Regions from separate parts of the Zea mays genome. Here region 2 is linked to region 1. A link is a contact called in public Hi-C data. All regions are on one chromosome and are shown on one strand. The core of a region is the stretch at or near the end of the contact, and the rest is flanking DNA. Distances in the headings are between cores, read along the strand shown. Region 1 holds the start of LOC103627257 (RING-H2 finger protein ATL72). Region 2 holds the start of LOC103627259 (protein IDA-LIKE 2).

Evidence for each region. A called contact is a pair of places that touch in the nucleus more often than the background predicts.
Region 2: a contact with region 1 is called in a Hi-C map of ear, with 4 times the contacts expected there. The contact joins the promoter of LOC103627259 here to the promoter of LOC103627257 in region 1. A contact is called at or near these places in 9 of 25 Hi-C or Micro-C datasets (bundle sheath, ear, endosperm and 5 more) and 2 of 3 datasets of contacts at active chromatin or transcription factors (leaf and seedling).

The regions. Positions count from the first base shown.
Region 1 is chr5:173,752,086-173,758,778 of Zm-B73-REFERENCE-NAM-5.0, forward strand. LOC103627257 (RING-H2 finger protein ATL72) reads right to left here and starts at 3,631. Exons shown (of 1, transcript XM_008647543.4): 1 at 1,037-3,631. The coding sequence starts at 1,795. The coding sequence ends at 1,115. LOC103627258 (histidine decarboxylase-like) reads right to left here. Exons shown (of 5, transcript NM_001323601.1): 3 at 6,553-6,693; 4 at 6,343-6,476; 5 at 5,479-6,232. The coding sequence ends at 5,666.
Region 2 is chr5:173,965,243-173,971,935 of Zm-B73-REFERENCE-NAM-5.0, forward strand. It overlaps LOC103627259 (protein IDA-LIKE 2), which reads left to right and starts at 3,163. Exons shown (of 1, transcript XM_008647545.4): 1 at 3,163-4,146. The coding sequence starts at 3,451. The coding sequence ends at 3,780.

The DNA.
Region 1 (6,693 bases), core at 2,381-4,880:
CTAAAACCTTACAACCAAAGTTTAGTCCTCTAGTCACCTCTTAGACTAAAAGGGACTAAAAGCTGATATTTACAACCCTTACCCTCTTTCCCTCTTTAATGCGGGAACATGGTACTTTTGATTACTCCCCTAGGCATGGCGTGTATACAGTTTGTTTGGGTGAACAACACAGCATGCATTAATTAAGGGTAATACAATCAATAAGCATGATAATTAATGCTCTTTAGTTAGATTTAGTCACTGAAACAAATAAGGTATTTTAGTGACTAAATTTTAGTCACTAAAGTTTAGTTAAGTGACTAATAAGAAACCAAACAGGGCCTCTATTTGACAGGCTGATTACGCAAAAGAACTATTATGCATACAAATTAAGGGCCCTTTGACACGTCTCTTTGAGGGACTCTAGTTAGACTCTTCATGAAACCCCCTATTAAATGATAAAAAACGATTTCTCGTCAAGAGTCCTCCAAAATTTGGAGTCTTTTTTTTTGTTGGGAGCCAAAGCACCAAATACATGGCTTGTACCGGCTTCTTATATATTTTTCTCTTAAAACAAACACATAAGAAACTATTTCGCTAACGCCCCGTTTGGATCATAGGAATTGAATTCTATTCTAATAATAGTAATTTAGACATATATCAATTAAGATAATTCGATTTTATACAAAATATATTTGTATACTATTTTTAGCAAGATGACAGAGATATTTATATGCTATATTTTTACTATAGAGGAGTGAGACGAAGAGTGTCATGTAAGTTACAGAGTAGAAACAAATTCTACTGATGCATAAAACTATTTCTCATTCTTCACCCCATGAATTTGAGATAGACTTATATATCAACTTTGGAAAGTGGTGGAATGTCAAATTCTAAACTAAATAAGTTACTTTATTGAGTGAATTCCAATTTCTCTAAAATGAAGGGATCCAAACGGCCTGTAAATGAATTGCAAAACAGCAGCTCAGCCTCCTCCAAAGAAGTGAGTCAGAGCCCAGCCAAAGGGCCTAACGCAAAAGACCGCACAAACGTAGAATGCGGTGATCGGTGCCCATGCGTGTATTGCTTTGCTTGTATACTCTCTACAAATCAAAGGTTACACGACTATCTTAGTCTAAAAATCGTACGGCGTCATGAAACCTTCCGGCCGGAGCGGCACGAGGAACGCCCGCACCGGAGGCTCGGCGCCGGCGCCGGCATCGTCGGCGCAGCCGGAGCCCTTGTGCGGCGCGCCGAACAGCGGCTGCCGGCACGTCGGGCACGTGGACCGCGCCAGCAGCCAGCGGTCGACGCAGCGGACGTGGAAGCCGTGGTTGCACTTGGGCAGCACCCGCACGCGCTCCCCGGGCTCCAGCTCGGCCAGGCAGATGGCGCACACGGGCCCTCCGCCGCCTGCTGCCTGCAGCGGCAGCAGCCCCGCCGAGTAGACCAGCGTCGGCATCGCGCGCAGCGCCTTCCTCCGCGCCCCAGCCTGCGCAAGCCGCGCCACCGGCTCCCCCGCCCCCGCCCCCGCGCCCGGCTGGCGCTGCGCCCCGCCGGGCGACGTCCGGCTGGAGCACCGGAGCGCGCACCGCACGATGGAGTTGAGCCCCAGCGCGCAGATGAGCGCGCACAGCAGCACGGCCAGGATCATGACCACGTTCGCGTCGAAGCTGCTGCTGCTGCTGCTCCTGACACCGTCGCCCGCCGGAGCTTCCTGCCCGGCCACCACCTGGCTCGCCGCCGCATTCTCCCCGTAGCTGTGCAGAGGAGTCAGCAGCAGCGCCCTCCGCGAGTACACGTACCCTTCTTGCATGCCTGCTTTAACTGTGTCTTCACTCGTCAACTTGTGATCCTCTCCTCTGACGCCGACTCTTTCTTCCCAAATCACAATCCCAGGTGAAATCAAATCTGTTCTCTCGTCTACAAAATTCAAGGCCAGCGAGCGCTGTAACTCTAGCTCCGCGACTCGTAAGAGTAAGTTTCAGCCGTGCTGAACTGGAAGCAGTATATATAGGCTAAGGCGGGCAGCAAGATTGCAGCCAACGGTAAGGCTTGGCGTGAACTTGCATAGGTGTCTTTCCCCATCAGCAGTAGCACCCAGGGGAGCCAAGGCAATGGATAGGCCGGCCAGGAGGCACTAGGAAGCTAGCTAGCTGGGTCTGGGCGTGTGAGTGTGTTGTTAACAGTGGTGGCTTTCCGGGAATCAGAGGGGCACTAGCTGGTATAGCACCAGATCTTGTCTGCCTGATCATGGGTGTAAAGCAGGATAAGGGAGGCTTAGCAGCACACATGCAGCAGCAAGAGATGGATTAGAAAAGGGAGATCAGGCACTGAATTATTTGCTAGTGTTGCACTCTTTTTGCAGGCCATGTGGCATGTGGGGGAGGCTGTATCTTTGACCTCTGCCACTCCTTGCCATACCGTGTGGTTCATGGCAACTGAATTATTTGTGAACTTTGGGGGGTCAAACTCTGGTCCAGCCAGCCAACTCAACTCGTGGGCATGGTCTGCCCAAGGGAAAGCATATATGATAGTGAGTTTGACTTCCAAAAATCCGGTTTCTTTCCAGATTGCAATTATTGTACACTCGCAGGTACTAGTAGATTAATTAACATCTTGACTACTATTACTACTGACTAAAACAAATTAAAGCATACATATGATAAATGCAACTCTGTCTGTGACACTAGTGCCTTCTTGTATCACTTATAGGAAACATCCTTCAACTTGATAGACCTTCAACTTGACAAAAAGACGGGAGCTGTGTGTGTGTGTGAGAGAGAGAGAGAAACCATGGTCCAAGAAAGTTGAGTTTGACTAGTATGACAGCTGACAGTAACACTAACACACACCAACCAATCTTGTAGAGAATCGTATCCTCGATCTTGGAGCAATCATGAGGCAGTAACATACCAAGACAATGAAGCATGTGAGCACGATCGATGGTGAAGCTGACAAAGCAACTAATTACCACTCACAAACCACGTCGCATTTTTGCATATGCTGATTGGCTGCTTCTGATCCCTTCCACTTCGAACAGTGAGCAGAGCTCGCAACTCCGACCCACAAGCTTTGCCTGCTTTCGAGGATGCATGGCGCGCCCCAGGTCAGCTGCCTCCAACGATGATTGTCTCGTTAGTTGCATTTCCTGGAATGTCTAATCTTGCTAAACTGCAGGTTCAGAGTCTTATGTTTTCTTTCTGTCTTAGTTTTCTCACGAAAAGATCGTTTTCATATGTGACTGTCTCCACTATCCAGGAAGCAAAAGAATGTTCTGCCACAGGCACACTGGGAGTCTGGGACGATTCTGATTGTTGACAAGTATAAAAGTGAATTAGCCATAAGTGCACCCTTTTTTTTATTCCATCGACTTAAGCTACATGCAATTCAATAGGGTATCACAGGGCCAGAGTTCTCAAGCTTGAATCCTGATGAGCCAAATTAAATTAAATAATTACAGCCGACTTCTATTTCTATGTTTGAGGCCTGAGGGAGGGAACACATGTGGGAAGTATAGGCTAATTCGACACCTCTGTCTCTTTGCGTAAGCTTTGGCTCGATAGCTGAAAAGGCAGCCACGTGCAGAAATCAGAACGTGGATTAAGAAAGGGACGGAAAGCAAAAATAGGCGAATTGACAAGCAGAATGATAACGGACATCCATTCTGGGATAGTGGGACTTCGTTCGCAGAAGTTCATAAGGAACAATAGGATAAGCATAGGGCCTAGCTTTATCAGGTTTCCGCAAAAGCTTATAAGGAACAATGTTTTTCGAAGCGAAAACAAGAAACACAGACTTTTTCTTCTTCTTCTTCTTCTTCTTCTTCAAAAACGCTTAAGATAATGAGATAATTATGCTTAAAGCCTTGTTTAGATGCCCATGTATCTACTTCAACGTATGTGTGTTGTAGTGGTTGGATTAAGGCATATATATGGGTATCCAAGCAGGCTCTAAGCGAGCAAGACGATGGCCACGTTTTGACGAGCTGTTTACTTCCCTGCCTACCCAAATTTGAGTTGCAACAGATTTGTGCAACAACACTGTAGCTTTTTAATCCCAAAAAAAAGCCTGTAACACGTTCTAAAGAAAGGGCAAACCAGATAAGTATGCCCAGTAGCTTACCAGATGCATGTCCCAATGCGATCCATATAATCCTTCAAATATCTCGATAAAAAAAATTATGCACTGATCGTGGCAAATATATGTCTCATGTAGGAGTAGTATATATACACACTTATTATAAAAAAGGTTATCCTTCCAGTATTCTGGCATGGCCAACAGTGCGTAGCAAATGGAGAAGAATGGAAGCGCACCACTGAGTGGATAAGAAGATGGTCCACCACACACTCAAAACTTGATCCAAAATGTAGCGGGGGAGGAAACCAATATTGAATGAAATGAATAATGACTGCCATGAAAGTTTAAACAAAGCATAAAAAAAGGAACCAAAACATCGAAGGACCTTCACTTGCTTGATCTAGCGTTCCCGTACTGCGCAAAGACAGTTCTGTTTTCTACACTTGAACGCGCCGGTTTTTGTATGGATTAAAAAAAACCTGTGTGGGATAAACAAAGTAGGAGAAAAGTTATTCCACTCGTCGATACATCATACATATAGAAGAACCACCTGCTTTTGTTGAGCATTCAAGGTTGAGGCCAGATAGCGATGAATATGATCTTTGGTGCACCCTGAGCTTCTATTCCTATCCGATCGAAAGCAACTTCACCTTTTTTTTTTTCAACCAATGGCATATGAGGATCTCACCGTGGACATATTGTGCGGAGTCAACTATGACTTAGGGGTGCTTGAATACACTGTAGCTAATAGTTAGGATATATTTGAATACACTAGAGATAATAGTTAGTGGCTAAAATTAGCTAAAGACATCTAAACACCCTAACTAATATTTCATCTATTAGCTATTTTTAGTAAATTAGTTGTTAGTTAGCTAGCTAATTCTACTAGTAAATTTTTAACTCTAGTGCATTTAAATACCCTCTTAGTTAGCTACATGACTACACGACTCTAGCTACATGACTCTAGCTTACCCAAAAAAACAACAACAACACTAGCTTATAAAAAACAACAGATACAATCCACCTTTTGTGCCACCAAGATGCTATACACATTTGTGAAAAGGGGAAAACAAAATGACTTGTTTTTGGGTATACACATAAATAAACCTTAAATTTGTTCAAACCCACTTGCTATGCATTTCTGAAAGAAGAGCAAGGCCAGCATTATCGCTAAAATCGAGCAGTGCTCCAGTTTGTTAAGCTTTATTACACTCCGCTGCAGCAACAGCGCCTGAAGTCCTCATCAATAAATGAATAATAATGCTGTCCCAGTTGCCCCTTGTTCTACAGGTAACAGAAGCATGAGAGAGTTACCTCTCGTTCTACAGGTAACAGAAGCTTGGCAGAGTTGCCCCTTGTTCTACAGGTAACAGAAGCATGGCAGAAGGATAAAGCCAACCGTGATGCAACTTCCATCAATCAATTTAATAGAAGGAATTTTATTCCCATGGCAACAAATAAGCTACACTGTGGAGAAACACAGAAGCAGAACGCACGAACACAGTACAACATAACACTTTTTAACTCAACTCAAGAATGAACACAGTACAACATAACACTTTTAACTCGACTCAAGAATGAACCCACTTGCAAAGCAAAAGGCTCGCTACTTGTGAAGGCCACAGAGACAGCTCTCAACACCTACGTCTCTGGCAATGCAGGGTGGCTGGCTTATCCCGTCCTGGTACCAAGTCGCCCGTTTCTCAACTAACTCATTCAGGAAATAGTCTAGCTTGTCAATGTTGACACTGGGCATCACCACAACGTGAGCTATATTCCCTTCACAAGCCAGCTGCCACCTTCGGACAAATTCTTCATCCTTTGGCCTTTCAAACACGACCGTGCTACTGAGCTCGTTAAGCATCGCTCCGATTCCTGCTTCCTTGAGGCGATCTTTTAGGTAGTGTGCGTTTCTCAAGCACTTTTGGACTTCTTTCTGGAAGCCTCTGTAGCCCTTCCTGTTGAGGGTGTACCAGAGGAAGATAGGGGCATGGCCATTCCTGCTTCCCATGATTGTTGCATCCCTTGACGCCAGATACTCCACATTGCTAGAAAGGGCATTTATGTGCTCCAACCTTGTTATCTGGACACCACATGGCATGGGGCATCCGACAAACTTGTGCCCAGAGACGCTGACACTCCCAATAGGCTTTTTAAATGTCACTTGAGGTGCCTAGTGAGGATACATATACATATAGCAGGAGAATGAGCTATCGAAGTGGATGAGGAACTAGTACAGCCTGATGTAATTAGTATATACAGCATGGAAAACCAGAATAGCACCTTCTTAACAAATGGTATCATCAATCCAAAAAGGGCACCATCACAATGAATATAAAACCGACCTTTAAAGCCGTTTTCCTCAAGGGTTTTGATAACCAAGTCTAGATCATCAACAGCCCCCTTCACAGTTGTTCCTGCACGGCAATCTTGTTTAGAAGCAGAATATATGCGAAGGCCAAGCATTAGTCTTGGATTGGAGTTAATACTCACCAATGTTAACATTAATGATGGCAGGTTTGTCTCGGTTCTGCAATAACTTTCTCTGGAAATCAGCACAATCTATTTCCCCAGACATAAGGGTGTCAACTTTGACACAATCCATTCTGTACATTCTTGCTGCTTTGAATACTG
Region 2 (6,693 bases), core at 1,913-4,412, 210 kb after region 1:
CCATCTTCTCGGTCACTGTCGATGATGTTCAGGGCGGCATCACACCTGCGCGATGAAGACGCGTAAACTTCTCGTGGCACAGCACGAAGGCCTCAAGCATGCGACAGATCCAATTTTAGAATCTTATTATTAGTCAAACAATTTCTAAATTTTATATTTAATTTTACCAGAATTTCACAGCCTCCTCTCTATAAGCTGGTTGTTGGATTTGTATTGGATTTTATGTCGTATCTCACTTTTTAAAATTCATGGGGAATCAACTTCGTAGTATCGTATTCGTTTGGTTTTAATCCGTACCGGTTTCTACTATTTCTACATTGTTTTTGTCTCTATAGATTGCAACTGCAACAGTTCAAATAATCAGCTTTAATCTGAAGCGAACAGCGCTGAGTTGGGTCAAACCGAGTACTATAATTCAGTTAAATTAGAACTTGCGACAGCGCAATAACTATAATTTTGGTTACCTAGAATTTAAGACCGAGTTTCGATTAGTCTAGTCAGTTCCCACACCCTACAGACCGGGGTCATCTCGCCGAGGCTCAAGGCCTCAAGCACGCAAGACAAGGGAAGCTAGCAAGCAGACAAGGTCGATTGCGGCTTGCGCATGGCGTGACCACTGACCAACCGCCGCCCAGCTGGAGGCTGACGGATCGGACGAGGCCGGTATTCTCGTTGCGCGCCGGCGTCGCCATCAGCAACGCCTGTCCATGCAATGCATCCATCACCGGCCGGCCGTTTACCCGGAGGGTCCAACTCGAATCGGATGGGAGCACGAAGCTTGCCAGCTGTGACCAGGCTTCCGCGTCCGTGGTTCCGCGCGCGGCCAGCGGACAAGCAGGCTAGCTACGTCTCGGCGGTTGGAGCCTCTTATCCGAGCGCACGCGCCGGACGGACGAGGCGCTCTAGCTACCTTCCAATAATCGTCCATGGGCCGGACACGACAGGGAAGAGGACCGACGTGACGCGGCTCGACTCTGGGCGGCGCACACGGAACCGCCCTAGGCAACAAAAATTACAGCTTTACCCAGCTCTGGCTGCGCGCTGTGGTTCAAGCTCTCCGCGACACGTAGCAGTACGTACGTACTCGCTGATGTTTACGCGCGTGAATCCATCGACGCGTGGCGGCCCGATGACCGGGGACGCGATCACGAGACCTCCGATTTTATCGAAGAAGGTTCTGGACACGGGCCAGTTCTAGCTGGCATTGGGACGCCGACGAGCGACGCGCGCGTCACCACGGCATTCCGATTCTACAGCCGAAGGTTCTAGATGGGCGGGACGAGTCCATGTCGTACAGCCGCTACCTGCTTAGTCAGTCTGCTACCGCTTCCTTCGCTGTTTTATGATTTAGAGGACAGAGAAATACGGGAGAAATGAGTGTTTATTCCGTGAAGCAACAGTCGCACGCGAGCAAAAACTTAGAACGGTAAGATAAAACTAGTTCACCGCCATATGGTCGTAACCCATGCCACTCACAAACATCATCTTTAGTCATATGATTACATGACAGTGCCAAAAACCACCAATGAGACAACATCCATCCAACTTGCTCTTAACAGAACTGCCATATCATATCGATCCACAGCTACGTTTTGCGCTGCGCTGCCGTCGTATCCATAATGTCATGTCACCATTACATGGATAATGCTGGCTACTGTAGGAATACGGTAGTGGTTTATAGCCTTATAGGGACTAGGGAGGAAGAAATCACAATGGAACCAGCGCTGTATATGTCCGCAGTGACTTGTCTCCGTCCTCTATCTACTGCAGGCAATTACGTAGTGGTGGTGTTGTGGTAATACCGCGGATTACGGTCTACTGTATATACTATTACATCACGATCAGCGGGACGGAGTGCACTGCACATTTGAATCTGATCTGACCTGATCACGAGTTTCATTTGCACTCCGCACGTATTATTATGACTGATTTAATAACTCAACACCCACTTTGACTAGAAAAAAAAGGAGTGGATAGCGTGATGGGGTAGTGCACTCTTGGGTTGAGGATCTCAATGTATATCCTGCTTCTCCTTCCACGCATGCGCCTCTCTGATGCACGGGCGACCGTAATAACATGCCAGGCAGAGCCAGTGGAGTAACGACAACCGGTGTCTGAAATGAAGAGCACACGTTCCCTGTCGGCAGCCTGAAACTTTTGCTCGGCCGTGACAAAGACGAGACGACGGCGCAGACTTTGCAAACTACTGGTGGGCTGGGCTCGCCACGCCAAGCATGACCAACCAGTTCGGCAGCTTGCAGCTGCTCGGCCTGCAATGGGCAGCTGACACAGCGAAGCCCAGAATCCGGTCCACTATTACTAAATACTGCCAGATACATTGGATGAGAATTATTCTTGTTTTTTTTTCTCTCCCTAGAGACCGGATCATGATCGTGTCCGTTTTCTCCATCGTCACTTGTTGTCCCACGGCTGCTGCAATAATTGGGGCGCACGACACGGCAACACATAGCATTCCACCCCCCCACAAAATAAGGGCGATATGTTCTTGAGCTTTTCTTCTAACAGGCTGATGACACTTTGTGTGTGTGTGTTGTGGTGGTGGGGGGGTGGGGGTCCTGTCTCCTATCCATTTCCAGTCTACAGTAGTTTTTGGGTAATACAAGGTTTAAAACTTTAGAAATGTATATGGTTATTATTCTCCTCTCAGCCTCAGAGAAGGAAACGATGTAAACGTGTGATACTCAACAATGCTGATGTTTTGGCAACATTCGGATGGGCTCGTTTTCTCAAGGAAACAAAGCATTCAATTATTCATCAGCCACGGTCTTCAGATGAAGCAGTACATGCTCCAAGTTGTAAAGTAAAATGTGTAATAACAGCTAGACATATTAAAACCAGCGGTTGATTCGTAGTAGTAAGCAACCGTTTAGCTAGGCCAATTAATTAATTACAGGAAAAAAAAGGTTGCAAACACGGTCAGTAGTTTTAATTATCATAAAGATTTTTTTTATCGTTTCACAAGTTCTGCAAAAAAAAAAAGATGTAAAAAAAAACAGCTAGCTAGGTACTTGTTGCAAGGAAGGAACGACCGGACAGACAGGGATCGTTTTTCAACGGGGGTACATTTTGCTGGTACGTGTTGGGAAAACTGCTGGATAGCTAGGTCGACATCCTCCTCGCCTACTTTTCTCCCTCGCCTTGGCTGGGACATGCACCTCCCCTCGTCCATAGCATACCATGCTAAAACCCAACCGGCGGTATAAAATTAAAATCCAGCAACGACACACATCTTAAGCCTTGCCAATTGTCTCATCATCCTCAGGACTTCCATTCCATGCCCCCCACCCTGCCTAACGTTACGTACCCATATATCAGCACCTCCCTTCCGCCCTCCTCCTCGCCATTTGCCCACCGCCACACGCCCGCCACAGCTAGGCTAGCTAGCTAGCTAGTCCCTCGCCGCCTCAGGGCCGGGTTAGCGATCTGTACATGGCCGCCGCCGGCTGTTTCGAAGCAGGAGAAGCCAGCAGCGGCAGCCGGGCGACGCCGCGGCGGCGGGGGCGGCGGCGGCCATTATTACTAGCCAAGAAGCCGCCGTGGCGGCTGGTGCTAGCCTTTTTGATCCTGATGCTGGTGGTGCCGAGCTGCTGCCAGGCGACGGCGCGAGCGCGAGGCATGCAGCCGTTCCGGGGCAGGCCGCTGCTGGAGCCAGGCAGCGCCAACCGTTTCCTGGGGTTCTTCCCCAGGGGCCCCGTGCCGCCGTCCGGCCCCTCGCGGCAGCACAACTCCATCGGAGCGCAGGACCAGAGCCATCCCTGACGATGACGTACGTATACCGGCGCGCCGTCGACCGTCGTCGTCGTACCAAATGTTTGGAGAGAGAGAGAGAGAGGCTGGTCGAGAAAAGATATATTGTAGAGTAAGATCTCGAAGATAGATACGTAGTTCGCGTCGCATGCATCATCGTACGTGGATTAAATTGAATCCTTGCTTCCTTGTCGGTCGTAGCTAGGCTCTCGTAGTGGTTGGTTAGTTGTAGCACGCAGCAGCACTAGCATGTATACTTGGAGGAGAAGAGGCACGTTTCTTCTCTGTAGGATATGATGTACATGAGGCTATTGTTTTGTTTTTGTTTTTTTTTTGGAGAAGAAAAGGTGGGTGGAGGCGTTGTTTATCGGTGCTTCACTGCTTCTTGTTCCTTTCTGTTATCTCTTCTTCCCTGGCGCGGCGCTGCTTTCCTGAGCAGGGCAAAGCTGGACCGACGCTTCTGTTTCGCTGCAGCTGCTGCCATCACACGCACTGCTTGCTTTATGTCTTTTATTTATTTATTTTGCTTTTGCGGATAAAGCTAGCTAGGTATGCAGCCAGAGCAGAGTACGAGTGTACAACAACCAGAGCCTACGTACTATACTCGTACGACACGAGTCGCAATCAACGCTGTTGCTTTGTGCTTTCTGAGGCTATCCGCAAGAGTTACCCCTAAATTTTCCCTCTATATCACTTTTTTGGGTCACATCATCAACATTTCACTCCCTATATTTTTATCTCCTGCAGCGGTTCCCCCTAAATACTCCCCCTATACCCTACTACAACTATAAAATATCATTTTTTATATGTATTACCAATTTTTTATCTACTAACAATTGCTTGTGGCCACACAGAACAGTGTTGTAGAGGATGAATAGTGACCCCTTGATTGGGGGACTCGCGCGCCCACCCCTACGGCTGCAGCCCGTAGGGGGCTCTCTAGCGTCAGCCCACGTAGAGGCCCCCTACGCAGGGGAGAGGGCGCGGTAGCGTTACAGTCTGATGAGCATCATCGTGGGTGATACGGGTCGAGCAGAGCTGTCTGTCCGTCGTTGATGGCGAGGCGAGCAGAGAGCAGTTGCGTGCGTGCGGTGCTGTGATTGATAGCTCCTGCATGCGTGGGCGGGAATTGGAAGCAGGAGCGAGCGCGCACCGCCGGTCCGGACGTCCGTCCGTCGCGGTTGTTGGTGCATGCTGGCCCACGTTGACGATTTGGCTGCAAGGGGCGGACGCCCAACCATATTAATCTACCTTTTTGACCGTTATTTATTTTTATTCCGTTCATCTTGTATGTATGTCAGTATGTGTAACCAGATGTTTATGCAATTTTGGAAAAAAGAAAGAAGAGTTTCGCTTTTCTTTTTGCTGCTACATGCATACTTGCCGCTTCGCTATTGAAGTTGCTAGGAAAGAGGCATAGATCAGCAGAGAAATCGTGATGAAAGACGTTGGTTGATTGCACCGACGGCACCGCACCATCGGAACGTAAAATGGCGCGTTGTTGGATCTGATTGGACCGAGCTGCAGCAGCTGCCTAATCAAGACGGCCGTCCATTTTCTCTGTTGTCATCTCAGCAGCGTACCACCTTTCGGTTTCGTTTTGAGCCAGGGTGCTGGCGATTAAAACGAGCCAGGGGGGCAGTAATGAGTGCTGGCGATTAGCAAGCGAACGGCGTAAGCTGTCGACTGCTGGTGTTGTTGTAGACATGCACGTACCATGCCTGCTTCCGTCATTCTTTTGACACTCTGCACGAATGTACAGTACATTACAGTATGATACGGGACGTGCTAGGCTTCCTGCTGCCATGTAAAGGGAGAGAAGAGAGAGAGAGAGAGAGGCGAAATCTAATCCTACTACCGGTGATCGGACAGCTCGTCGTCTTTGCAGGTACAGCCACGCACGCTTACGGCAGTGGGAGTGGGAGCTGTGTAGACGAGACGACGTGCAGAGGATTTGGGACGCAGGCAGAGGCGGTGAGGTAGCGACGAGCATTGCCTTGCTTGTATTGTACTCTCTCTCCTCTTCCCTGCTACAAATACATTTCTACAATTTCAAATTTATTCTGAAATAAAGATATCCTGTTAACGATTTCTTTCTCAAAACATTAAAAGCGTGTTTTATTTCGGGACGGAGGCTGCAGCAGCCATCGGAGGGGGGGGGGGGGGGATCTGATTCTGATGTGATGTGACAGGGGTCGACGAGTCAAGGGGCGTGGAACACGAACACGGCAGCGCGGACGACGAGGGATGTCCCCGTCGGCACTCCGCACGCCAGAGGACTTCACTTGGCAGCCGCACCTGCCAGTAACGGTGCAGGCCGACGCGACAGGCGACACGCCCCCGCTGACTTTTGCTCACGCCAACGCCTGCCAACAATTCCGCGGCCATTTTCCACCAGAGTAGTAGCATACTTGCACTCCAATGGTCCCTAGATCTTTCCCAGGTGTACTATACTTATATCTCATCTCCATCACACTCGACTCGTGTCGCGTTTCCCCTCTCGATAAGCAACAGTGACCAGTTGCTTCTGTTTACTAAATTTGGTGGTGGTTGACTGGTGGGTTAGCAACTCTGAGACGGCGTCATCAGTAATTCGGCATCATCACTGTTACGTGCGTGCACCGACGATATATTCAATTTTTTTATAGGACGGACACATGTGTTTAGCAAACTGCAAAAGCAACGGTGGTATGTACACATCGTTGCTGTCATTTCAATCGTCTGACTAGTCATTTTTTTCTTTTTTTAAAAAAAATATTTGTATAGGCACACTTACTTAACTGACTTTTGAGGCCGCACCTAACAGTACTATTTTTGCATGATCTTGGTCCTGAAATATATATAATTCTGAGCTTGTCTTTATCATATGAAACGTGTTTTCTATTGTATACATACATACCTTTTTAACGTGACATTTGTTAATAC